Regions from separate parts of the Zea mays genome. Here regions 1, 2 and 3 are each linked to region 4. A link is a contact called in public Hi-C data. All regions are on one chromosome and are shown on one strand. Each heading gives the region's core, a stretch centred on a gene start, on an enhancer-like site or on the middle of the called end of the contact. The rest is flanking DNA. Distances are from core to core; before and after follow the strand shown. Region 1 holds the start of LOC103641134 (NAC domain-containing protein 21/22-like). Region 2 holds the start of LOC109942989 (zinc finger BED domain-containing protein DAYSLEEPER). Region 3 holds the start of LOC100283841 (GTP-binding protein PTD004). Region 4 holds the start of LOC103641135 (pentatricopeptide repeat-containing protein At2g26790, mitochondrial).

The links. Hi-C and Micro-C count contacts between places; a contact is called where the count stands out from the background.
Region 1: a Hi-C map of tassel shows a contact between it and region 4, with 5 times the contacts expected there. The contact joins the promoter of LOC103641134 here to the promoter of LOC103641135 in region 4. A contact is called at or near these places in 2 of 25 Hi-C or Micro-C datasets (ear and tassel).
Region 2: a Hi-C map of ear shows a contact between it and region 4, with 3 times the contacts expected there. The contact joins the promoter of LOC109942989 here to the promoter of LOC103641135 in region 4. A contact is called at or near these places in 2 of 25 Hi-C or Micro-C datasets (ear and tassel).
Region 3: a Hi-C map of leaf shows a contact between it and region 4, with 7 times the contacts expected there. The contact joins the promoter of LOC100283841 here to the promoter of LOC103641135 in region 4. A contact is called at or near these places in 6 of 25 Hi-C or Micro-C datasets (ear, endosperm, leaf and 1 more).

What each region holds. Positions count from the first base shown.
Region 1 is chr10:62,118,192-62,124,629 of Zm-B73-REFERENCE-NAM-5.0, reverse strand. LOC103641134 (NAC domain-containing protein 21/22-like) reads right to left here and starts at 4,578. Exons shown (of 3, transcript NM_001301481.2): 1 at 4,346-4,578; 2 at 3,759-4,045; 3 at 1,990-2,667. The coding sequence starts at 4,526. The coding sequence ends at 2,287. TRNAV-AAC (transfer RNA valine (anticodon AAC)) reads left to right here and starts at 4,110; the gene lies at 4,110-4,183.
Region 2 is chr10:63,074,279-63,081,199 of Zm-B73-REFERENCE-NAM-5.0, reverse strand. It overlaps LOC109942989 (zinc finger BED domain-containing protein DAYSLEEPER), which reads right to left and starts at 5,602. Exons shown (of 7, transcript XM_035963385.1): 1 at 5,010-5,602; 2 at 4,758-4,931; 3 at 3,315-4,124; 4 at 3,145-3,207; 5 at 1-1,827. The coding sequence starts at 3,823.
Region 3 is chr10:62,930,836-62,937,830 of Zm-B73-REFERENCE-NAM-5.0, reverse strand. It overlaps LOC100283841 (GTP-binding protein PTD004), which reads left to right and starts at 5,079. Exons shown (of 12, transcript NM_001156739.2): 1 at 5,079-5,338; 2 at 6,462-6,629; 3 at 6,878-6,995. The coding sequence starts at 5,255.
Region 4 is chr10:62,616,290-62,623,319 of Zm-B73-REFERENCE-NAM-5.0, reverse strand. LOC103641135 (pentatricopeptide repeat-containing protein At2g26790, mitochondrial) reads right to left here and starts at 4,857. Exons shown (of 5, transcript XM_035963382.1): 1 at 4,443-4,857; 2 at 292-2,890. The coding sequence starts at 2,826. The coding sequence ends at 355.

The DNA of each region.
Region 1 (6,438 bases), core at 3,329-5,828, 500 kb after region 4:
ATGGACGGTATGAACTTGTGAATTTTTTTCAATAATATTGGAACTATGACCAAATAGCTAATTTTCTTGTTTTTCAAGATATTCTATGTTTACCGGTGTTATCGATTCGACGGAGTTGCGTTCTCGTGGCGGCTCTTCGTCGTAGGCGGGTTGTGGTAGTAGCAGCCGTAGTCGCCTCTCTGTATCTAGCAAGGAGGAGGCTATGAGGGAGCAGCAAGAAAAGTTTCATGAAGAGCTGCGACAACAACAAATGGCATTCCTCCAACAGCAATCAGAGTACATGGCTGCTTATAACGCACAGGCCCAACAAGCAATGAACGTGAGTGTCTTATTTCTTCTCAACACGCTCGATATTGGTGCTATAACTAACATATTATATTTGCAACAGTCTTGGTTTCCACAGCAGGCATAGCAGCAACCATTTGTTTTCCCTTAGTTTCAGCCGTCGATGCCTCAGTGGGGATTACATGCTCCGCCATCTCCACCTCCACCTCAGGTGCTTCAATTTAGTTAAGACTTGTCATTTGTATCAACCTAATTTCAAATCTTTACTAAACTTGATTTTGTAGGGATCCGGGGTCATGGGCCACAACACGCCACCACCGATCATACCAGCACCAGAAGGAGCTTATGCAGGGGAGAGAGCTACTACAGGAGAGATTAGTTTGAGAAACAATTTGTTTGAATAGTGGTCATACATGTAACCAATGCCGTTATTAATGTCTTCTTTTTTCTTTAGAATCCAAACCCATTACACGACTTCGTCAACGAGTTTTTCGCTTCTGGAGGTAGTGGACACAACTCCAACGACCCCGATATGTGATGGAGTTAGCTTTGTGCCGCATTTTGCGTTGTAATGGACTATTTGTGGACCTTATGTTTGTATGGACTATTTGTGAACTTATGTTTGTATGGACTATTTGTGGACTTTATATTTGTATGTACTCAAATTTTATGTTGTGGACTCAAATATAAATTTTCTGTTATTGTATGAATTTTGTATGAATTTCTGTTATTTTTTTGCATTTTTTTTCAAAAAAATTTGCTCTGAAATTATTAATTTTCGGCGGCCTCCCTGGCCGCCGAAAATAAGAAATTTTATTTTCGTACACGGTATTTTCGGCGGCTGACTCCCTGGCCGCCGGAAACTACCTGTTATTTTCGACGGCTGACTTGAGGCTGCCGAAAATAAGCTACTTTCGGCGGCTAGACCTTGGCCACCGAAAATATGAACTTATTTTCGGCTATTTTTTCTGGCGGCCAGGAACCGCCGAAAATAAGCCTAAAGCCGTCGAAAATAGCTTATTTTCAGCGGCTTCTGACCGCCGAAAATGACTGTAGCTCTTGTAATGTTAGATGAGAACAACGATCAGAGACCAAGCAATGCAGACTCTACCGCAATCAGATCCTTTGCCACTACTGAACCTTTAACACCATCAGAAGCAAACACAGAGTCGTCTCTGTGATAAGAAAAAAAAACTGGTGTATAAAAAATGTCGTAAATTAAGGGAGGGGGTATAATAGATGGAGAATTATTTTTGTGGATGCTGCGATGCTAAAAACGAATGCATCGGGCATCGCTTCTGTTTATTATGTTCGTTTGTTATTTCGATTTTGTTTTTGTAGATACTCGGAATGGAACAATTGGAGTGAAACGAGGATTGAATATGATTTTGTTTCTCTCATTCAGTTTTTTTTTCAGAATCTATCTGTTATCTTTCAGTCTGAGCACCTTGAATTCTTGAAAAAAAATGTTAGTAGTGCCAGTTTATCAAAGTGATCTGGACTAAGTTTACACCTCTGGATAGTACTGTGCCTTGCGCCTGGATTGGCATGTCTTTTGCCTTCCAGCAAGTGCCATTCAGAAGACGGAATCTACCTACTGCAACACGTGTGGATTCATAGAAAAGTTTGAGCTGAACGTGAGAACGTCTCAATGCAAAGAGTGAAAGGAAGGCGAGATTGCATCAGAACTTAGAGCCTGAAAACTTAGCAACTCTCAGAGTTTCTTAACACTATGTTACAATGTACACATTTGTCTTTCACTGATTGTCTGAAGTTTAGCAGGTGCTATGTACAAATACTACGCCAAACAAGGATAAGGACACTGTTCCTTCAGTAGTAATATGTACAAATACTACGCCAAGCCATTAGTCCAATAACGGATAATCTAATCTACACAATCTGCAAGTCACACTGCTAATCAAATCTAAGCAGCAGAACCCTACTGGCCACTCAGTACTAACACTCCATACATCCAGATCCAGCAAACAACACAGATCTATCTCATATCCCAAGGGGGCTCCACATCCGTGACATGCCATTTTCCTGGTTCCAGTTGCAATTTGGAGCCAGCTCCAGCACTGAACTAGTGTTGTTCGAGACACTGGTCATCGCTGTCGTGACAGATTCCTTCTCGGAGGCGTCGAACTCCAGAAGGTCCCCAAGGCTCACTGGTCTTCTGAATGGCAGTGCCGGCAGACCGGAGAAGCAGTACACCTGCTCTGCAACCGTTGGGGCGGCGTAGGTGTCAGCGAGGGGCGCAAGCGGCAGGGCAGCCGGCAGTTGCGGTTCAGCTGATGGGGTGCCGTCCCGGGCGTCTTCAGATTCTGGCCTTGGGCTGGTTGTTCTGCTCTTGTAGAACACCCTGCATAGCACCCAGTCCTCCTGAATTTTGCAGAGACGTGTTATATATAGTCCATAAAGAAATTTAAAAAAAAACCTCATCCTAGGGAGGGCTGGAATATATTTCATGTTTCTGACAGGCTAATTCAGCAGGCTGATGCGATGCATAATGTTGATGCAACTAACATAACCACCTCTTGCAACAGGTCGCACTGAAAAGTTACATTTTTTTTTCTGGGGTTGGTTTACCTGAGGAATAAGCAATCATACAAATTTGGTTGACAGTTTGAAGTAAAGAATTAGTCAGCCGGAGATTCATCGCATCCTTCTCAAGGGAATGTGCAGCACATTAAATTTTGTTTACTGTAATAGCTTATTGTGTGATGTTGATGGAACTGACATAGCATCGTTTACAACAAGCTACTTGAAGGATTCTGTGTTGGAAATCTGTTACTTGAGGAAACTAGCAATCCTACAGGCTTGAGTAAAAGAAGAATCAGTCGTATAGAGAGTCAAATAAATCCCTTTCAAGGGAATGTTCAGCTCATCATTAATTTACTTAAATAGCTGTAGCTTATCTGATGGAACAGCTTTGGGTTGGATGATTGTAGTGACGTAGGCATGAATTGACCGAAAGATAGTAACGGATGGGCAGAGGCAGACTAGGCGGCCATGAGTACAATAATTAGGGTGGGCAGGTAGCTTTGTCATGCGAGAATGCATGTTGAACGAGACCCTACATGCTTGGATTTGTTTAGAGCCAAATGAGTAAAATAGCTTCTTCAGCATCATCACAGTGGTGCCAAAGACAACTTAGGAGACCATCAACAGTTCAACATCCCCCGCCTTCTTCTTTTGTAAACATTTCAACGAGCACCAAACAAACGTGGATCGTACTGCTATTCTGATGTTCAAAACACCATCACTCCGGCCCGATCGACTTTAAGGGCTTGTTTGGGACCAAGTGAAATGGAGAGAATTGAGGGGGCTATAATCCCTTGTTATTCAAAATTGAATAGTAAGGGATTATAGCCCCCTCAATTCTCTTTGTTCCACTTACTCCCAAACAAGCTCTAAGGGTTTTGTGACAATTAATAACGTGATCCACGACTATCCAGAGGCTAATCAGTTACCTTGTTTGGCGCAGCTGCTGCTAGCAGGCACGGCGCGGCATGGGGGTGGAGGCGGAACTCGTGCATGACCCACTCCGTCTTCTTCCCCCTGGGCGCGCGGCCCCGGTAGAAGACCAGCGTCTTGCGCATCCCCACCGCCACCTCGCCGCCGGCGACGACGGCGCGGTCCTTGCCGGTGGCCTTCCAGTAGCCGGAGTGCGTGGCGCGGTTAGTGCGCTGCCCCGTCGCGTACTTGCGGTCGCGCAGGCTGAAGAAGTACCACTCCTTCCCACCCACGCACGCGGAATCTGATCGACATCAACGAACGAAAAATAATAATATAACAGTTTCTGTATAGTTCAATCAACAAATGGTTTCGTGGTGTAGTTGGTTATCACGTCAGTCTAACACACTGAAGGTCTCCGGTTCGAACCCGGGCGAAGCCAATTGTTCTTTTTTGCTGCTCAATCTTCTTATTCATTTTTTTCTTACTAATTTACTAATTCCCTGTTGTAGAACTTCTGATGATCTAGTATAGACTTTGGATGCATTAGCAAAAAAGGATATTGTTTATTTCTGCAATTAAATCAGATTTTAGTACTACAGACCTGGGAGGTCCCATGGCTCGCACTTGTTGAGGTCGACGTCGACGACGATGGCAGCGCCGGCATGGTGGCCATGGCCGGAGAGCTTTTGTAGGAGGTAGTCCATCACGAGCTCGTCATCCCTGGGGTGGAACCTGAACCCCGGAGGCATTCTCGCCTCCATCATGCTGATCGACGAGCTCATCTTCTTCTACCTAGCTAGTTACTAATTAATATGTGCTGCAGTTTCCCGTCTTAGAGAGAGAGAGGAGGGGCTGTGTTTTGAAGGCCGCCCAACAGGGCAGTGGGAATGGAGCATCTCATGAAGCGATAGGATGGTATATAAATAGGGTGCACAAGTCAACCATGCAATTTGCCAGTTTCTACTTCCATACGATTGAGTACTGGTCTATTGAGGCTGTCTCCAACAACGACCGATAAATGATTCTGTAAGTTAAATTTAGCGGACAATTACCTCCTCTATGAGTCCAGCAACACACGCTAAAAAGTTCGGTAAATTTAGAGCACGTCCTCATACACGCTAAAGCTAGCGGATCTCGGGCATCCGCTAAACGACACCTTCGTCTACTCCGCGCGCTGGGGCTAAAGCTTTCTGTTGGTGCTGGCAAAGCTCTCATCCATGGCGCCGGGGCTAAAGCTCTCGAGCAAGTAGGAGGGGTCGTGGAAGCTGGCCAAGGTCACAGACTCGCAGGGACGGGGAAGCAGCGGCCGCAAGGAGGGGAGGGCGAGGTGTACATCGGGTGCTCCGTCGCAGATCTAGCTCGTCCTCGACCAACTTTATTGGCCCTCCGTCGCAGATCTAGCTCGTCGGTATTTAACACGAAGCCGGCGGCGGAGGATATCGCGAGCACAGCCAGGCACCAACGACCAACTCCATCGGCCTTTCGTCCAGCCGCCAATCGCCATTCCTGTGTAGGGACATTCGAACGATCATTTTTCATGTCCAATACGGAAAAATGTAAACTACAAAGCTTGGTTAATGAGTTGGTAAAAATAAGTATGAGTAATTTAGGCTACATAATCAAGAATGCAATATGTAGCGTATTTTATTTTCGAGACCTACAAATAATATTTTTCTTTGTGTCGAATACGAAAAAATATAGAATACAAAATCTGGTATCACTATTCATATAGAGAACATAATTTAGAGTATACTGCTGGAGAAGGAGAAGATATAAAGGATGAAATCTTTTGGAGTGTGCTGTAAAGGACATAGAATATTCTTTTAGTGGATGAAATTTATGGGACATTGCTGGAGATAGCCTAAACATCCTTACAGGACCTATAGGGGTGCAAGAGGCTACCTGCCACGAGCAGGGGCGGACTCAGCCCAAAGGTTGAGTGAGGGCCTGGGCCTAAATAAATGCATAGGGCTACTAAAACTTTGTAAATACATTGAATAAGATAGAATATCCATTAAAACAACGAAATTGAGTGGGGCCTGTGCCCCCGCTCCCCATAACATAGGTCCGCTGCTGGATTGTGGGTTAAAAAATAGTGCTATCTTGCCTTTAATCTGTACTTGATTCTACTACTTCTAAAGTGTTTTTTTCTATAGATTACAGTTGCAGCAGTTCAAACAGACGACTTTAATCCTAAGCGAACGACTAGAGTAATGAGTACTGGAGGCCAGAGGCAGATCTAGGACAAGAAAAGACTAAGGGTCTGTTTGGTTAAGTTGTAGATTTCCGAAAATCTGATTTTAGCTGTGAGCTATAAGAAAGCTACTATGGGCTGACGATTATGGAAAACTGAAATTTATTTTGTTGAAACAGCTGTCAACTATAGATTTTACAGGAGCATGATATCTTGTAAGATGAATCACATGAATCTAGAAAATCTAGGATAGAAGATGATTCTAAATTGAACTAGAGGAATCACGACAATTCAGGACAAAAGCTAGAGTTAAATGGTGATTTATGACTGAAATAAAGGCTTCTTTTTTTCTAGAAATTATGCGCACGCGGCCGAAGCCCCTTCCGGCCTTCCCCCATTGCCGTAGGTCAATTCAAGCGGCACATCAATCCAGCTACTCCCAACTCCATTTCGTTTTACTATCTTTTTTTTTCTTCCAGCTGGTTTGCAATTTGAACTGT
Region 2 (6,921 bases), core at 4,353-6,852, 460 kb before region 4:
GGACTCAGCTTCAGATTGAAAAGTCCCACCCGTTCATCAGTTTCATCAAATGCAGATTCAGCAGAGACCGCAGATCCAGGAATTGCTAAGATGTCGCAAGCCAGCCTGGCAAGAGCTGGATATGTCAAAGCATTTTCCTTCCACCATTTCAAAATATCAAAATTGGCATTTTGAGGAATAAGCTCTGCTTCAAGGTATCTAATGACTTCTCCCAGTTCCTCATGTGCTGCTTGCTCAATGAAATTTTGACTTGTGGCATGCACTGGTGTGCTACCATGTGTATCCAACTGTAAATCATTGGTTCTCTGATCAAAGCTGTCACTATTTTGTTGATCAACATGACAAGAGTACTGAAGAAAGAGCTCATACAGCTTTCCTCGCACTTCAAAGATGTACCTTTTGGCATGACTACCAAAGGCTTCCTTAAAGCAAACAAGAAGAAACCTGAATTTATATCTGGGATCTAGAACAACAGCTAACGACAGCCATAGGTACCATTTCCTCCAAAGCTGGTCAAATTTCAGCTTCATTTGTTCAATATTAAAAACTTGGTCGATGTTTTCCTTTGTAGATGAACGGAGCAGAGCCATCTTCAAGTTCCAAATTGCGTGAAATTGTGAATTCAAGGCCCCATTGCAAGTTCTGGAAACTACTTTTACTGCATGGTAAATCGCCCTTACAAGATCACAAAAGTTCTCTGCTGCTTTTAGCTGTGCAAAAGATGGCTTAGCTGGATAATATCTGGAGTCTATCTGTTGAGGGTCTGGCAGCTCATTGTTAAACTGCAAAGCAGCTTCCAATGAGTGGAAAGTTAAGTACCATCTCTGCGAACCAAAAGAAGGTCGGTTTATTTGCAGGCGTGACAGGATTTCTTTGTATTTATCCCTACGTAGTGGGGTGCATGTCATGTACTGAAACCACATCTTACTTGTACTTAGTACATATTCATTGATTTCATAACCAAAAAGGTCATTTAGGGCATCTATTATGCAGGGGAGATTCAACAACTTACATTTGGCAAGAAGATAGTTCTGTTCTGTAAGATTCTTCTCAAGAGCCAGTACAGCAGCATCAGCTAATGACTTACGTGATGAAATTCCTAGAAGCTTCCACTCAAGCCTCCAATTTTGTACTGCCTCTTTCACTATTTCTTCTTCAGCTGCTCTCACATTCCCATTAATGAAATTGTGGCATGATTGCAAATTCGGAAACATGCTAACAAAATACTCAGCATCAAAGTCTTCACACCCCGTAAAGCAACATCTAATGATTTTCCTATTCAAGTTCCATTCTTTATCAATGAAGTGCACGGTCAAAAAGATGAAGTTCTTAGTTTCAAGAGAACTGCTTGCAGCTGTCAGAAAAACTCCGCCAGGTGCAAGTGCTATTTCCTCCTTAAGCTTAAGCTTTTCATTCTCAAAAATACTGAGAAACTTCTCTTCAATAGCAGCGTCCGATAACACATCATTAGTAGGGCAGATGCCAGCCCATAGCTGTCTAAAAGTTGTGCTGCTTGTCAATGGAGAGGAGAAAAGGTTGGACACTAAAACCTTGATGAGCAATTCAAGAGATCTGTCTTGATCGAACTTCCAGATGCTCTCAATGGTGGAACCAGGATGTGGAGATGACCTCTGTTTCTGCATCCGATCAGTTGCAGGTAGCGCTGGACAGATCTTAAGATGCCGCCGCAGATGGGTTGTTCTTCCTGTGCTTGTTCCACCAAGGCTCATTTTACAGTGCTTACATTCGGCCCATTGAATTTTGTCATCTCTTAACACAGCACTGAATTCTTCCCACACCTTGGACTTCGGTCTTCTTCTACCAGCACTAGAAAATGAATGCTACCAGTTAATGTTCAAGAGAAATTCCCATCATCCATTACACACTGAATAGAACATTGTTTTCAGATCGCCTGATTGTCTGATCGATGCCACTGGGCAGACGATTAGTCACGATTAGGCGACGATCAGGGCGATTAGTCGCCCCTGATCGACCCTAATCGTCCCATGGCCGTCCTATGTATTTCCAGGACATATATAGCACTATATATAGATATATACTTATATAGTATAGAGACTTGCTCAGGACAAGCACAAGTATAGACAAGGCAGCAGTATAAATAGTCCAAAACAACAGTATGAATACTTAAATAGTCCAAAACAGCAGTATGAATACTTGAATAGTCCAAAACAGCAGTACATCTCCAGCAACAATTCTATATGAAACTGCAATTCTACAACTTACTAGACCATGACTAAGAAGGCAACACCTATATGAGATCATCATACAACTGAAGTCTGAAGTCTTAACTAAAGTCTGAAACTGAGTAATTAACGTGACTGATCGCTAACCAGACGACTAATCGCTACGTATCGCCGACTAGTCAAACGATATGGACGATCAGATCACCTGATCGAATCGAACCCCCTTATCGAGCACTGAGTACCGATCAGCCCGACTAATCGCGACTAATCGCAATTAGTCGGACGACCTGAAAACAATGGAATAGAATTATGATAAAAATGCATGATGCTACATCAGCAACAAAATAACATATATAAAAAGTGAACTGAATCACGTAGCCATGGCTCGCACCAAAAGGAAGCCAACATGTGATTCAGATTACAGAATAAATTCAGTGCAAGCAATTTGCTCACCACCTAGTGAAAACTTGGACCATCCTACTCAATCTGTTTCCAGGATCTAAGTCCTGATCCATCCTACATTTTAGGACACAATTATAGAAGTATACAAGTATTTAGAGACAATATGAGAAATATAAAGGTCAAATTCTCATAGGTTCCAATTACTTCCTGTTTGCTTACTATTTGCTACACCATAAAAATCAACAAGATAGAGGAATTGCATCATGTCTGCAAAGAGGGAGAACGCAAGGGTGAATTGCTGATTTCAATAATGACAATAATGTCTATCCATTCTTCAACTCGAATTTTATTTGAAGGGATCGAATATGTTTGGCAAGATCCATTGAAGGCCTTGAAGAATTTTAGATATGAACTACACCAGCAGCAACATATGGACTTCAAAAATGTGAAGGCCTTGTAGAATTTTAGATATGAACTACACCAGCTGCAACATATGGACTTAAAAAATGTAAGTCAAAGAAGGCAGATTGATGCATACTGTCGGTGAGAATTTGCAGTTCCAGTTTGTGCAGTGATCCTTTCAGCTGGATGTGGCACATGTCTGACAAGTAGAAGCACCATTAGTAGTTACAGATGAGTTAGTTGAGAAATTAGTAATTTGTAACTACTACCTACAGATATGCTGTTCAGTCAGATTAAAGCAACTACCTAGTTACACTGCCATCACCTTCAACTCTTGCTTGGTCAACATCATCTTCATCGCTATCACTTGAACTTGAAAGTTGCTCATCATCTCCCTCTCTGGACACAGGCATTGAAGTATCCGTTTTTGATACCTTGGGTATGGGTAGATCACAATCTTGCTGACGTGGGTGGTTGTGGCAACCACTAAGAACCGTCTCAAGAACCTGATGACCATCAGCAGAGCATACCACCAATTTATTTGTGTTGCAGTTGTCCTGGGCGCACTTGTAATACATGGTGGGATATTCACAGCCTGGAACAATGTTCTGCGCGCGCGCCTTCCAGATGTAACCATCATCAGGTGGGAGTAAGCTACTTCCATGCAGCAGACTAAGCGATTTGATGTCAGAACCGGTATCTTGTTGTGCTGCTTGGGCGACAGATGTTGCCGACAGTAAGAGTGAAGTGAAGGGACGAGACGTCTGATCGGGCATACCATGCTCGTGCTGAAGGTCATCTGACTTGTTCTCCATTCTGGAGGGATGAGGGTAATTTCCCCCCAAAATTATTGATTCAACTATTCCCTAGGATCCTTCCAAATCCTTAATAATCCTACAAAACAGAAATAGATATACAGGACAGGATAGCCTTTTCATATTCCCATGATATGCAGATATCTAGGGGCAGACTCCGTTGCCGGAGGCTCTCACATGAGTAAGGTCTATAGAAGGGATAAATCGAGGCAAGTCTTCCCTGCAAATATCGCTCCACGATTTGATGACTCGGTGAGACAGCTGCCCTTCGATATAGAGATATCTAGATCCTAGTAAAATCCTAAGCAGAAGCACACAATGAAAAAATACAAATATACTTCCTCCGACCCAAAATAACTGATATTTTAGGCTTGTCCTAATTCAAACAATTATAAAATTGATAAAATTTAATAAAAACGATTAATGTCTATGGTACCAAATGAATATTGTAGATTTATTATGATATATATTTTCATGTTATACATATTTGTTGTCATAAATATTATGATTATTTTCTATAAATTTGGAATTAAAATGGCTTAGCCAGTGACTCTATTCCCCGTACTCCCCCAAATGCAAATTGTTAAGTTCAGTCTTTAAAGGCCAACGTACCAGCAATGTAATATAACGAACTCAGGTGGGAAATCCTGCCACCCCCACCCTAAAAAAACTTAAGGGCTAGTCTGGAATCTCAAATCCCCTCTGGGATTGAAGGGGAATGAGGGTGAAATTAGTTTATTTCCCCTTCAATTTCCTCCAATTCTGAAGGGGATTTGAGTTTCAAAACTAGCCCTAAATGGCTTGATTTAAGACAAACCTAAAGCATCAGTTATTTTGGGATGCAAGTGAAGGTCAGGCATAAAGAAAGCAAATCAAGCATCAGTTATGTTGGGATGAAAGTGAAGCTCAGGTATAAAGAAAGCAAATCAATCACCTGTCAAGGATTGCAAGTATATCCAAAGCAGCCTGAATCTCGACTGATTGCAGCAAGAACACAAGAACCAGATAGTGATGTGCTGCTGCCTTCTCCAATCCACCAAGTCAACGGGCTCAGGTCATCAAAAACTTCGATACAGGAGTTCAGCGTTGCTTTGGAGGGGTTCGTTGCCTTTTTATAAAGTGGTGGCATATGAGAGGGTGAGTGCCAATTGTAGTGTAAAATAACAAACGTAATTAAAAACTGCACCTATCGACAAACCAACGGGTAGCAGGTAGGAATGAGGCGGGTTGACCATCATCTGCGAGATGCAACTGTGGGCCAACCGGTCCATCGTAAGTGTGAGGACTTGAGGGGCAAGAGCCGGCGGTGGCGGCAACGAGCATTGGAAAACTGGGACGTCGGCGCCGGAGACGACGTCGGCAGGCAACGACATCGACGGCAAGTGAATTAATGCTGGATGAATGCGACACTTTGGGATGTTGCAGCAGCCAGCAGCTGACGGAGAAAAGCGACGCCTACAGCATCGGCGTGCTGATGCTGGAGGAGTGGAGGTGGTCACGGCGAGGAAGCCGCTGGCGCGCGGCCACCGGCCGGTACATCGTCCGGGACGAAGGCGGCGCTGGACCGGACCAAGGATCTGTACGGCCTGCACGAGCTGCTGGACCAGGCGGTGGCGGGCTGGAGCAGTACATGGACCTGGTGCTGCGCTGCGTCGAGGAGGCCGGCGCCGACCGGCCGTCGATGGGCGAGGTGGACGGAGAGATCGAGCAGGTACTGAAGATGGCCGGCGGCACAGGACTCCATCCCTACGCTGAGTCGGCGGCGTCCATTCCAACTCCATGAGGAGGTACGCCGGTGAGGCCTTACCAAAGTTTTCGAAAATCACAGTTTTGAAATACTACGTTATACTTTAGTCATTACAATACCACAGTTTAAAATACTACAATTTTAAAAACAAAGGTTTAAACCTAAGTTTAGAATACTCTAAAACAACTATAGTATTTATAATACTTCATTTTTAAAAAACAGAGACTTAAGCTACCTTGCCAAACACCTTTGTGTATATAATAATATAGTATTTGAGAATACTGCAGTATTATCCCAAAACTATAAAAAAAAACTTTATTCTCAAATACTCCTGAGTTTTTTGCGATTTTGAGGCTGGTTCCACCTAGGTCTAGTAAAACGACCTAAACCAACCTGCGCTATACGACACACTAAATTTTAGGGATCCTTTTCAACACATACTTTTTTATAGGAATTAATTCAAAAACACAGGATTCAGGAATTTATACTTTGATCCAAAGGAGACCTTAGCGGTCATCTGAGACACAATAAACGTGAAGGATGTCGAGCGTTCGTTACACACCGGTCGGTTGAAGTGTTCGCTTCCTCTCTTCTTTTGAAAAGTGTGTGCATCGCGCTAGTGTCGACCTCGTGGCACGTTGTGTCGGAGTCGCAGGTGAAGCTAGGATCGACGTGGTTGTTCACTGGGCGGGTCCGGTGGCAGATCGCACAAGGGCGGCGGCAGCAAGCAATAAGGCGGGAAGGAGGTGCTTCTCGACGTCGACGCGACGGGTACTGAGGACGTGGGAACTTCGGACAAATAAGTACTTTAGAAAGTGGCCATCGGCAAACGTCTTTACCATGCTGCTGAGAAAAGGAAGCGTAGCGCGTTGTCGGATTCGTCGATTCGGTCTTCCACCCTAGATCCAAGGAAAACCAAGTAAAGAACTTTGTTTTTTTCTTTGCAGACCCATAGGATTGTAGGATTGCATCTCGTTCCCCATTTTTAAAATTATGCAACCTCGAATTCGGGCATAATGACTAGTATTTGCACTTTTGCGACAACTTTTTGTGTGCTTCATTGTTGATGGTTGTGTAGCTCTGCTTGATGTGTTTATGCTTCTTCATAGTTCGCCCCCACCTTGCATATAGATGATGTTCTTGCATCAGGATTAAAAAGGGAGAGGGAGGGATTCAATTTTTGCGGTGCGAATGGAAAAGCAAAAGGAAGTTTATTACTCTATGCAAATACTTGCACAGTCTGAACTACATATAACAAATGCTTGTCATACTTAGGTCAAACAACAACTAGGATCCAAGTTCAAGCAATATGAGGAGCACTATTTAACCGGGATCCAATGTTTCCTCTATA
Region 3 (6,995 bases), core at 3,830-6,329, 310 kb before region 4:
TTGAAGACAAAGTCGACAACCATGGCTTTGGCTACCTCTGAATAAGTGGGGGACTCTACCCAGCTGGGCGTGCGAACGTCGGGCTACCTCCCTGATCGAGGGGGGAGGGACTTGATGTGATTCTCCATGGTGAACCACTCGAGGTGCCATCCCTTGATGCTGTCCTTGAGGGGGATATCAAGGTATTCTACTTTCCTCCCCCGGTGAAGCTCCAAACTGGCACCACCGACAAGCTGATGTTGTCCTCCGGCCATACTGGGCTGACAGTGGTAAAGATACCTCCAGAGTCCAAAGTGGGGAAGGATTCCAAGAAAGGCCTCACACAGGTGTACGAAAATGGCAACTTGGAGAATGGAGTTGGGATTTAAATGTGCAAGATTTAAATCGTAGAAATCAAGGAGACCGCGGAAAAATGGAGAAATAGGAAGGGCAAGCCCTCGGATGAGGAACGACACAAAAATGACGGCCTCATGGGTGTCCTCTGTCGGAACAGCCACCCCACGCCAGAGTCGCCAAGAACACAGTTCTTTCGGCGGCAAAACCCCAGTTTCCACAAGATGCAGAAGATCTGATTCAGAAATTACAGACATGTAGTTACCGGCGAATGGAAGCTGGCTGTTGGAATAAATGGGCGGAATGATCGGAACAACGACGCTCTGTCTCTTCCGCTTGGGAGCCATCACAATCTCTCGGGTGGAACGAGCGGGCTTGAGAATTCAGAAAACAGAGAAGCGGCGGAGGAGAAAAGTGAGATTTAGGGTTCGAAACTCAAGAAGGCACGTCGACATGAGTATAAGTTGGCTCCTTAAGTCGGGCATTACCTCTAAAGTGCCAGATCATAACTCAAAAAATTAAGGATCGCAATCGTCACTCGGGCATTACCTCTAAAATGCCGATAAGCTTTCAAGCACACAAAACAAAAAGCAAGCAACAGTGGTTAAGTGGAGTAACTTCATCCTTCATTCGTAATGGGGGAATCAACACAAACTCGAAGCCGACTCATTATGAGTCGGCCTCTTCTACCTCTGGTCACTACATTACATTACATTACCCTACTACTTACACTACACTACACTACTAACTAACACTACCTTATTCTACCACTACTTACTACTACTACTACTGCTATCTATACTAATATTTAAACCAGTGGCATTATGCCACTGGCCTTGCTGTTGTCGACGTCACCGTCGCCGCTGCTGCCGTCATCGTCGCCCTCGCCGCCGTCGCCCTTGCTGCTATCATCGTAGCCCGTGCCCCCGTCGCCATCGCCCTTGCCGCCGTCACCGTCGCCCTTGCTGTCATCGTCGTCGCCGCTGCTGTCGTCGCCCTCGTCGTCACCCTCGCCGCCGTTCCACTTCTCGGAGGAGTCAGAGGAGTCCACCTCTTTCGAGGAGACCTCCTCTGACTCATCCTACCCACCGAGCCCGGCGCGCTCGATGGAGCGCCAGTACGCTCGGGCCACGGTGGACAGTCCCATGGAGTCGTCCTAATCCTCGGACGACACCACTGGAGAAGCAGGAGCGGGTGATCGATCATACTCGGAGGAGGCCTCCTCCGAGTATTCTGAGTCGCCGAAGTCCTCCGAGGGAGGACTTGGAGCGCGCTTGCGTTTACCGTCGGCGCGGCGAGTTCAACTCCTACCCCTCCTACCTCTGCCCATGGTCGGTTGGAAAGGGAGGGAATGAAGAAGAAGAAGAAGAAGAAAAAGAAAGCAGGTGATCAAAGAACAAGTGAAGAGAACAGCCAGGGCAATCAGGCTATTTATAGAGGCTGGGGGTGACCGTCCACTTCCTACCCCGCTCGCCGAACAGTCGCAAGAATTCAATAAGCAATTCAAGCCGCCTGAAAATGAGTCAGGCAACAGGTGCCGCTTTGCGTAACACGACACCGGTTGGACCTAAGTCAACTGTTCAGGCAAATGACTACACCTCTTCATCACATCAAGTTACTACTTCGGGACAACATGATAAACACTCTGCACACCAAGATACCCCTTGGGCACACCTATTGGGTGTGTCGCCCAGAATTTTCAAAGATTTTCTGAATAAGTGATATCCACAAAATATACGCAATGAATGTACCACGACAAAAGAAGGAGATCGGCTGAGATGGAAGGAAATCCAAATGTGGCTACTGAAGCGCGAGTCTAATCAACAGAAGCATTGAAGCATAGAGCAGGGTGATGTCTAGCTGAGAGCCATCTGCCTCAACTAGCTGGACGTCCAATCCATCACCGATCAAATTGATTTCAGACCTAACAAAGCATGGACAGATGGCATCGTTTGAATATCTATCATAAAGTGAAAACAAAATGCTGATTTCAAAAGCATAAGATGAAGACCTTTGAATGGATTATTTCTAAAATCCACTCAAAGCTCGGGGGCTACACCCATTGGGTGCATCTTCGGTGCACCTAATAGATCTGTATTCCCTTGAAGACAAAATGCTGATTTCTAAAACTAAGATGGAGACCTTTGAATGGACTATTTCTAAAAATTCACTCAAAGCTCGGGGGCTACACCCAATAGATCTATAGTCCCTTGAAGACAAAATGCTGATTTCTAAAGCATAAGATGAAGACCTTTGAATTGATTATTTCTAAAATCCACTCAAAGCTCGGGGGCTACACCCATTGGGTGCACCTTCGGTGCACCCAATAGATTTATAGTCCCTTGAAGATAAAATGCTGATTTCTAAAGCATAAAGATAAAGACCTTTGAATGGATTATTTCTAAAATCCACTCAAAGCTCGGGGGCTACACCCAATGGGTGCACCTTTGGTGCACCCAACGACAGAACAGAAATCAGGCTATATAACAAACCCATAAGCCGGACCAAGAATTTTTGGGCTGATTATTTCAAAATCAACTCAAAGATTGGGGGCTTGTGGGGGACAGATATCCCCCGGGTCCACTAGAAGGAGAAAGGTCCTCGCGCGGGGCCTCGAGCTAGTTACCCCGCAAGGCCATCCCTTCGTGGGCCGGGCAAAAGCTATTGGCGGAATGGGCCAGTCTGGGAAGACGACAGACTCGAGCCCAGGCAGTCCGTCAAATCGTGCGCTATCTAAAGAAATCGTCCGACTTTCCCGCGCATGGCACCCTCAAATGTCAGGGCGGATTAGGGATGAGTCGGCGGGATTTTCAGGAGACCACTTCAATCTGTTCACTATTATTTAGGAGACATGTGATCATCATGTACGTATGGGTGCCCCACGGTCGTGTATATAAGGCTCAGGGGAACCCCATCATTTTCATCCCCCATCTACTTATCTCATTAGCTTTCCTCCATTCAGGAGGTACCACTTGTAACACACTGCATACAGATCCACCCCAGGAAGTAGGGTATTACGCCTCTCCAAGCGGCCCGAACCTGCAGAAAATCATCTCTCTCTCTCTCTCGTGCGTCTCGCATGAACCATTGAATTACAATCAACAACACCGTCCTACCCAAAAGCACCACAAGGGTAACCCTGGGTGTGCGGTTGGACTCTAAACACCGACAGCAGGGGCCATGTGTTGAGCAGAAAAAGTGGCAGACGGTCCGGCCCTAGGGCCCGGACGGTCCGCGGCCCCGCGATCAGATCAACTCAGGTGATTATCCTTATCTTGTGTATGGTTATCCATCTAATCACGTGAGAGTTGTTGGCTATCTTTTAGGAACAGGTATAGACCTCCTCCCCTATAAATATAAAGGGGTACGACCGATTGAGAACCCCCGAACACATTCTAATTGAGCCAACTACTTTCTTTATCATTCCCGCCCTAGGAGTAGATGTAGCGTAGTTCTAGTTATAGCCTTTCGCATATCCACCTCCACCCATATTCGACTCTACGTCGTCTAGATTCGTCTTGGGTGGCCCGCTGACCCAAGACGACCCTAGGATCTTACCCCTTCTGGGGGCAAGATCTAGTTGTCCATCCAAGGCATCTTCCTCGAATTGATCTCTAAATTCCTAGGCGACTCCACGTCGTCTGGGGATGGCCCGAGTGACATGTCGACCTAGGGTGCCCTAAGATTTCTTTCCCTAAGGGCGAGATCTAGGTTCTAGCGAGGAGGAGGAAGATGACCCTGCGCCATCGCGGACCGTTCGACCCTATGTGCGGTCCGTCCGGTGTGAAGCAGGGAAGGCGTCGTTCCTGCGCTCAGGCCGCGGACCGTCCGGCCCAGAGCCACGGACCATCCGCACCGTCGCAGAGGGCACCGTCAGACGATACATCCCTAGTGATTGCGCTGCCCAGATCGACGCCAACACTATGAAAAAATTTGATGTGGACTGTGAACTGTAAAAAAACTAAAAACCATTTAATGTACATTACTAAAAGTTCTTCGATTATATATTTTCACAGTCCATCCGAAAGCTACTAAAACAGATCTACATGTGTTTTTATTTTATACTCTAAGAAACCCGGCTTTTGGAAAAAAACTATTTTCTAGATCGAGCCCTTTGATTCATTTTTTGTCTTTTATGCCATTCCCAGTAGAAGTTTCATTGCACCGTTCCAAAAGTGACACAGTGTATCTTGAGTTTCATCTCGATGAAACCCTCTCTCTCCTCTCATGAAACTCTCTACCGCGCCATGTCATCAAACATAGTGATGTGTCATCTATTTAATAAGAACAAAACTATAATAAAACTTCCAATGGGAATGATCTTAGAAAGTAAAAACTAAAAAAAAACAAAACCAAACACACCTAAGGGCCTTTTTGGTTCAGCTTTTTTTCTGACCAGTTTTTCCGAGAATCTAGCTGTGGGGAGAATCGGGCTTTGCAGAGAATCTGAGTATCATTAGGATTACGTGCGGAGGAAGATAAAGTTGTCCATGGGGCTCAGGATCTATAAAGTGACGGATTACTACTATTGTGACAACTCAACCGATTATATGTTTATGTTGATTTTGAATGGTTTTTACCGAATCGAATTTTATAGAAGCTGACTGAAAAGCTGAGTGTTTGGCAGTTTGCAGCAGCTTTTGGTGACCAGAAACTGTGAAAAGCCGAAACAAACAGGGGCTAAATCTCTCGCTCAAGTTGCAAACATAAAACCTAGTGGAAAAAAGAAAAGAAAACCTCTCCCCACAGCACCTCGATCCATCGTTCATCTCACAGCCCAACCCAGCCCAGCAACCGCGAATCCGTGTTCATCTCCCTACTCGATCGGCAGCCGCAAGAGCTGACCCTCCGCTTCCCCCCAAAAACCCTAGCCATCCCAGGTTGCTCCGGCCGCATCCCCGCCGACCGCCGACCGCCGACGATGCCTCCCAAGGCCAAGAAGGACGCTGCGCCGTCTGAGCGCCCCATCCTTGGACGCTTCTCTTCCCACCTCAAGATCGGGATCGTAAGCCCAATTCCATCCCCTCCCCGATGCACACTCCCTTCCCTAGGATCGTAGCCGTTCTGGGACACCGTGGATGGACTGAGCGAGCTCAGCTCCGCTGGGGCTACCGGCGGTTGGAGTTATAAGGGCCTTCATGTGGTAGCCGTTGTCCGTGCTCGCCTGAAGTTCTGGTAGTATCTACGGGCTCTGAGCTAATGAGTCGTGGATGCCTCGATGGGAGCTTTAGGTTGTGATTTCGTGGTTAATTGATTCGAGCCGCGCGGTACGTGTGCTGCCCCTTGTGCACGGAGATAGTTGCTTCGGAGGCTCAGGTTGTTGTTGGCACAGATTTACCTGATCCTATTATCGTGTTGTTCCTGGGAAGTTGGCTAGTGAGTGTCAGGTGTGATCGAATTGTTATTATTGGTTTTTGTACTTCTTGTTTTTTTACTTATGGTTGCTGAGGATATGATTTGGAATAATTGCACTGATATATATTTTTGCTGTGTGCACGTAGCCTATATCTGGCAGTAGTTCTGTATGTTTCTTTTGTATACCATGGTGCTGTACTGCTTGCTTTAGTGGCATGTTAGAGGCCTAGGGCATTTGTGGGTCTTATATACTCCATCCAATCTAAACTATAGTTCACTTTAGCTTTATCCTAACTTTAATCAAATTATAGAAAAATGCATCAAATTAGTTTCATTGATATGTCTTGGTAGTGCATTTATTTGAACTTTTAGATGTTAATATATGTTTTTTCTTCTGCAAAAACTTGGTGAGAGTTAGAGATGTTTGACTTATGATGACAAAACTAAAGGTAGCTATTGTTTTGGAATGGAGGGAATAGTATACTATCATGGCTTAACAAATCATAATGCCCGTACCTTTAGATTGCGCATGTTAGTGACATTTTAAGCTACGAATGGTTCAATTGTTTTGCCACTCTGCGCTGACCGCTGAGTGCTGACTATGCATCAAGTTTTGTTGGCAAATGTGATTAGCTCGGTGGCAAAATTGCATTTGTATTTGGTTATAATCCCATCACTGGCCACTTGATCGTTTCATGTTTGTCACTGATAAAATGGCAATGTAAGTCAGTAAGATGAGGTCTAATTCAGTTTTTGGATTAATGTTTCTGCAGGTTGGGTTGCCAAATGTTGGCAAATCAACTTTTTTCAACATAGTAACGAAGTTGGCTATCCCAGCTGAGAATTTTCCTTTCTGTACCATCGAACCAAATGAAGCACGGGTGAATGTTCCAGATGAACGGTTTGATTGGCTTTGCAAACTTTACAAGCCAAAGAGTGAGGTTTGTTTCTTTTCTTTACCCATATTCGGTGACAGAGAGGAGGGGGGGCAGGACCCCTTTAAGCCCCTACAGTTTCTATTGAAATTATTTGAATTTGACTAAGTTTTGAAAAAAAAATGTTCTGCTGCTCCCACCCAGAAAGTAAAAATCGCATTTCTCTTTCTGAGGTTATGTTTCAGATCATCAGATGTACAATGACTGTTCAAATCGTGTTTCATGTGCATTGTGGTCGTTGAAATTCTGTGCAGGTGCCTGCATATCTTGAAGTAACTGACATAGCTGGGCTTATTAGAGGTGCTCATGCTGGGGATGGTCTGGGCAATGCATTCCTCTCACATATACGTGCTGTTGATGGAATCTTCCATG
Region 4 (7,030 bases), core at 3,608-6,107:
GCGGTCGTGGATGGAGCGGGGGAGGAAGGGACAGGGGGCGGCGGCGGTCGCAATCGCGGATTGAGCAAGTTAGGAAGGGGCAGGGGCGACGAGCTGGGTCACGAATGGAGCGAGGGGAGGGGGTGGTCGCGGCTGGAGCACCATGGAGACGCGAGGCGGGGGCATTGGCCGCGCCAGGCGCCCACGCTCCGTGCTTAATTAGTAGTAAGGATAAGGATAACATATACATCAAGTATTATATGAATAAATTAATTACCTAAAACGAAATTTAATTTGGGACAAAGGGAGTACCTTTTTTGTTGGCATGACCCTCCTTCAGCCAAATGGCATTCATTAACACACAGCCATTGGACATCATGAGTATGAATGAGCCTTTCGATGTCTCAAAGTTCTCTGATGTAATACTGAAAAGGTCAGTACATCTGGCTTCATTCCCTTATCTGTCATTTCTTGTAAAAGATCTTCAGCCTTAGCTATCTCTCCCTGGCTACAGTATCCATTTATAAGAGCTGTGTACGCGTAAACATCAGGGGTAAGTCCTTTCGCTAACATCTCATCAAACAATTCACGTGCTTCATCTAGATATTCTGCTTTGCACTGTCCATCAATCAATACTGTGTAACAGGTTACATCAGGTTCGATCTCCATGTCTTTCATATAGCTCAGCAATGTCTTATGCTTTGTTCTAAGAAAAAAGATCCTCCTTTCCTTAGCGATACCCTGCCACCCTTGGTGTAGGGTCTCCTTTAGGTGGCCATCCAATAGCACTGTGTATGCAACTACATCAGGCTTGATTCCTAAATTTATCATTTGAACAAATAAGTCACATGCTTCTTGCAACCGACCAACCTTGCAATAACCATTCATCAGTATAGTGTATACAATGACATCAGAAAGTCCTCTTTCATCCATATCAAGGAACCATAAGTGAGCATTGTGCATATCTCTGTTCTGACAATAAGCTGAAATAAGTTTGCTATATGAAATTACATCAGGAATAACATTCTTTTCCAGCATCATACTACACACGGTTGAAGCCTCCTCAACCTTTTCATCTATGCAGAGGCCATTTATCAATTTTGAACATGAAAATTGATCCACCATATTTCCTTGTTTAGCAACTCTAAGAAAAAGTGCGTGAGCATGGTCAGTCCAGCCCGAGTGCAAATAACCACAAACCATAGAACTGTACAGCAGTTCAATATTATCTATCCCTTTTTCTTCTACTATATTAAATAATACCTCTGCTTCGCTCAAGTTGCCTCCTCTACAAAAACTAGTAATAGCTACACCATAGGTGAGTGAATTAGGCTCCAACCCTTGATTCATCATGTGCTCAAGAAGGTCATATACCTTAATAACAGTGCCATTCCTGCTATACCCACTGGCCAATATGTTATATGTTACTACATCTGGTTTTACATTTTCCTTCAGCATCTGCTCAAATACTTGCCAGGCATTTTCCATTTCTCCTTTCAGACAATAACCATTGATCAGGCATGTATAGTGGATTTTGTCTGGGACCAAACCTCCCGCCATCATTTCAGTTAGTAGCTTAACTGCCTCATTCATGTTCCCAAGCTTGCAATAAGCATCCATAGCAATGTTATAAAGAACGCCGTCAAGATGGAGTCCTAGATCTCTAAATTTCTGGAAGTGAACAATAACTTCAGATATCATGCCTAGCTTCTTGAGGCACTGTAGAAGGTAACCAACAATGTAACAATTTATCTCGATGCCATGGGATACCATGGCTTCAATATAATGCCACACCTTTTCTAAGTTACCCATTTTGCAATAACTACGAATGAGATAGCTATAACCATATAGATCAGGGGTAGATCCATGTCTGGTCTTGATGTCCAAGACTTTTTCAGCCTCCTCCAGTTTCATTTCTTTGCATAGTCCATCAATTACCATATTATAAGCGATGGACTCAATTGCAACCCTTTCCTGGGTGATCTCATGAAGAACAGTGTATTTGCTTACCATGTTATAAGCTAGATCGTACTTTCCACAATCACAAAGGCCAATTATAAATGATGAGTATCCATGTGCATCAGGTTTCATTCCCATTTCAATCATCCTAACCCACACTTGAAATGATTCTTCTGCCTTATTTACTTCAAAAAACGACCTAATGACTATGTTCAATGATTGAGTATCCAGCATCAACTGAAAGCACTTCATTTGATCATAAGCTCTAACAACCATATCTGAATCACCACTCTGGGATACAAATTTGATAAGGAAACTGCAAGCCCAAAGTGTAGGAACAAATCCAAGCCTGCAAAGGTGACAAAACATCTCTACTGTTTCTTGTACGTCGTGGCTGTTAGTGTATGCCTTGATTAAGCAATTGACTGCATATGAGAGTATGTGAGAAGTGGCACAAGTTTTGCTCAAGTGACCAATAAGTGTTAAGATTTCTGGGTCACCATTAGCAGTTCCCGAAAGAATCTCACAAAACAAGGATACCAACATCTTCCCCTGGAATGAATGGGATAAAATTTGTATGATCTCTGAGTAGGTTGAGAAGTCATGGTTAAAACCAAGGCTATGTATATCTTTAAAGTAGGCAAATGCAACTGCAGGCTTCCTCCTTAGGCAGCGGAGAGCCTGCACAACACTGTAAGAGCTCAAAGACTTCTGCTGTTTCTGGATAGGCTCATTATCAGAAGCATAATTCAGCCTTTCATCACCGCTTGAGTCATCATGGTGAACTGAAGCGAGTACGGAGTAGTTGCAAGAAGGAACTTCCCGCGATAAATCCTTACTGTGCCTGAACCATTCAGCAGTGCATTTGAGCCACCGTGACAGGATCATTGGAGATATAAATCTTTGTGCTCTTCTAACGACCCATTAGCCATCAATGATAGAAGAAACATTCCTGCATCAGAAAAGAAATAGACAAAACATTTTCAGATGGTTCCCATAACCGAACAGTCAAATGTATTATTTGATTTAAATGCTGATTGCACATAATGATTTAAGTCAAGAGATGATTGGAAAAAAGACATGATTTCCTCTGAATTTCTGTATGTCCTTGTGACAATGTTACATCAAACCAGCTAAATCAGTTAAAACCATCAAGAACCTTCTCTTGTAAATTGTAACTGAAATTAAGTACTTTGCTAATTTGCAGAACCAGCTACTTTCAGTAGTACTGTTTGGGGTTTCGAATCCTGGCTACTTCATCAGCAGAAGTCATTAAGGACCAGCCACATAAGAACTTTGTTAAGGTAGTGAATAGTGACAGATCGAGCACCATTTCTCCATGAGGAATTTCATTGTAGAGTTGGTGATACACATGCAAAGAGATGTATAGAACTAACATTGAAACAAGTTATTGATCTTTTGTTTTGATCTTATAGTTTGACAAAAATATTTTTTTTGAAACACGCAGCAGAACTGCGTGTCATTTTATCAAGAAAGGAAAGAGGTATTCCCCTAGGGGTTTAAAAGCCCCCAAGGAAAACAATACAACACACACTTGCAAAAGCAAGATAGGCACACAACCACGACCCTTAGGAGCCAGCCCTCAGGACAAAATCCTGGAGGGGCAACCCTCCAGCCAGACACCACAAATGCCATTCAATGGCCACGGACTAAATCACACTTTGTGTATCCGGTCTAACTCTCTAAATAACACAGGCATTCCCTATGCTTCACCAGCTCCTAGGAGACTAGCACCACCAAGGAATTAAGGGAGTGTTTGAATGCACTAGAACTAATGGTTAGTTGGATAAAAAAATACTAGTTAAATTAGCTGGCTAACTATTAGCTAATTTGCTAAAATTAGCTAATAGTTGAACTATTAGCTAGACTGTTTGAATGTCTACAACTTAATTTAGCAGCTAACTTGCCTAACTATTAGCTCCGGTGCATTCAAACATGGCCAAAATCCCTTCCATGCCTCTTTAGGCAAAGATGTGGATGCTCAACACCACAAGGAATTTAACTATCAGCATCAAGCGGCCTCACAATCGGATTTAATCTTTGTAGCACCAAAGTCCAGACGGACCAGACCTCCTAGGCAAACACACAGGAAGAAAGCACATGGTTGGTTGTTTTCACTGCTTGGTCACAGAAGAGGCAGGCCGGCTGATGGGGCAGCGTTTGGCCAAAGCCAAAAGGTTTGAAACTGCTCGGAACATGCTTTTATGCTCATAACAAATTTATATTCTGCCGACTGAGGGTAGAAATCTCATACTATCATCAAACTAAATGCGTGGCTTTTTTTTCTCAGCAGGGGTCTCTTTAGTTCCCGTACTTCGAGATATCTTTTTTAAGATATTCTTCCATTGTATTCTATCGTAGCCTCGTACAGAATGTGATGCAACTGGAATTAATCATCAAGAGCTAATAACCGGCAATCAAAAAAGGGATGAATCAATTGACACTTCAATGTGCAGTGCTTTTATAATTTATAGTACAGCTACCCGAGCCGCTGTGCTACGCAAAGCACTAACGCAGTGTAGAGGGGCGAACCGGCGACGGGCACTGCCGTGCACCGTGCTTGCGTGCTGGATAGGCCCGGGGCCTGGTTGCTGCGGATGCCGCCGTAATCCTGCGGACGCCTCCGCACCAGCCGCCAACCGCCGAAGCCGGGCAGCGGGAACTCTGGAAGAAGAGCAGGCGGGAACTGCAACCACAGGAGTCAAGGGCGCCTGCTGGCTCGCATTTGCGGAGGAGGTCTCCGAGTCTGGTGGTCCGCCGGCTCGGCGGTTGGCCAGCTGCCTGCCGAGTCGAACTGCGGTCTGCAGGGCGCCGTCGCCGAACGAGGAGGCGATGAGGAGCGCGCTGTTTGTGTTTAGCTGGTGGAGCTGGGCTTTCCAGGCCTCTTTTTTCAGAAAGGTGGGCTGCCTTACAGCCCAATCGCCCATGAGGTAGCAGCCCAATCAAAGGAGCAGCCTCCCTGCCATCGCCGCGCGAGAGAATGCGCTATTTGCTTTTCGCAAAATTGCCATATCTATAATTCATATGTTCAAACAGACCCATAATTTATAGACTCGGTGCTAATTATAAACGCTGACTAAGAGCAACTCTAAGAGACTAAAGGCATGTTTGGTTCACTACCTCAGTTGCCACATTTTACCTAACTTTTGTGCCTAAGGTTAGTTTTTCAATTCGAACGACTAACCTTAGGCAAAGTGTGGCACATTTAGCCACAAACCAAACAGACCTTAAGTATATATGTTTGTAAAGATAAATTTAGCTAATATTAGAAGAAAAGTGTGTCCAATAGACTCTATAAATGAATCTTCAAATTTAGTGGCTTTCTATCCCTCCACCTTCGTTCTCTATTTTTGGATAGCCTGCTTCACTCTCCATTCAATCTGTAGGTTTACCGAGCCTGTTGGATTAACATACACTTTTTCTGTAAAATCGATTTTAGAGTATCTAAATCGGTAAATTTTACTAGCCTTTTTAGCTAATCTCTTGGAGTTGCTCTAATATGCAATCTATACTACTCAAGGGCGTACACAACGTCCGTGCCCCTGCCCCGTCTTGCCTCTACTGTGCCCCGCATCATCTCCCTGCGTGCTCCGCCCCCATTCCAGCGCCCCTCCAACCTCGGTGTCTTCTTCCATCGACAACCAGCCTTCGATGACTATGTCAGGCCATTCATGCGTCGCCCCCTTCCCGACGTGATGGTCGTGCCCCACCCACCCCCATCCCTAGCGCGATGTGTCGCTTCCGCCCTGTTGGGGGCCTTCGTCTTCCGAAGGTCCTCAAAAACATGATTTAACAATGTTTCTGGAGTGTATTACATGACCAGGTATCTTCGGACTTGGAGCAGAACCACAGTGTGATAAGCACGAAGAATACGAAGGTTGACGCAGAGCCGAAGCAATGCGCAAAGGAGCTTCGATATGATAGCAGAAAAGGGAACTGACTTTAAAGGGAAAATGCTATTTAGACCTTGATGGGTCACTATAGAGTCATTAGCAAATGTAAAGGGCATGGGTGTAATTTTACATGGGCTGCGTCCCGTGCCTATAAATAGATAAACAGTGCTCCTGCACTGTTCATGCTGACTTGGCATTTGCTTTTGCGTCACGCTCGTACTTTTACCTTCTTTCAAGCCGAAGGTACATTTGTAACTTGATATCATTTCTATTTTTCTATGATAATAAAATAGAAATGAGCTGATAATGATACATAATTGTTCATGTTACCTTTCACATTTCATGTGATTCTCTTTTCATTATCGTATGCTGTAATGATGAAGGTATGTCCTTCATGACCTTCGTCCGAAGATCATTATATCCCAAGGGAAATAATGCTTCGATGGACGAAGGGCATTAACATTTAACATTCTTTGTGTTGCCTTGTTCTTAACTCATAGCATTTGAGAACAAGTCCCCAACATTGGTGAATGGGAATTAGGCTTACACCTATTTCCTAATTGATTTTGGTGGTTGAATTGCCCAACACAAATAATTGGACTAACTAGTTTGCTCTAAGTGTATAAGTTATACAGGTGCCAAAGGTTCACACTTAGCCAATAGGAAGACCAAGAATTGGGTTCAACAAAGAGAGCAAGGGATAACCGAAGGCACCCTGGTCTGGCGCACCGGACTGTCCGGTACACCAGGGGACTTCACGCTGAACTCTTCACCTTTGGGAAAATCCAGAGGCGCTCCGCTATAATTCACCGGACTGTCCGGTGTACACCGGACAGTGTCCGGTGCTCCAAGGAAGAGCGTCTCAGGAACTCGCCAGCTTCGAGAATTTGCTCCGCTATAATTCACCGGACTGTCCGGTGAGCCAGCGGAGCAACGGCTACTTCGCGCCAACGGTCACCTGCAGAAGCATTAAATGCGCGCCAGAGCGCGCAGGAGTCAGGCACGCGCGAAGTGGCGCACCGGACACTCTACAATGCATGTCCGGTGTGCCACCGGACATCCAGGCGGGCCCAACAGTCAGAATTCCAACGGTCGGAACCCAACGGCCTGGTGACGTGGCTGGCGCACCGGACACTGTCCGGTGGCGCACCAGACTGTCCGGTGCGCCATGCGACAGC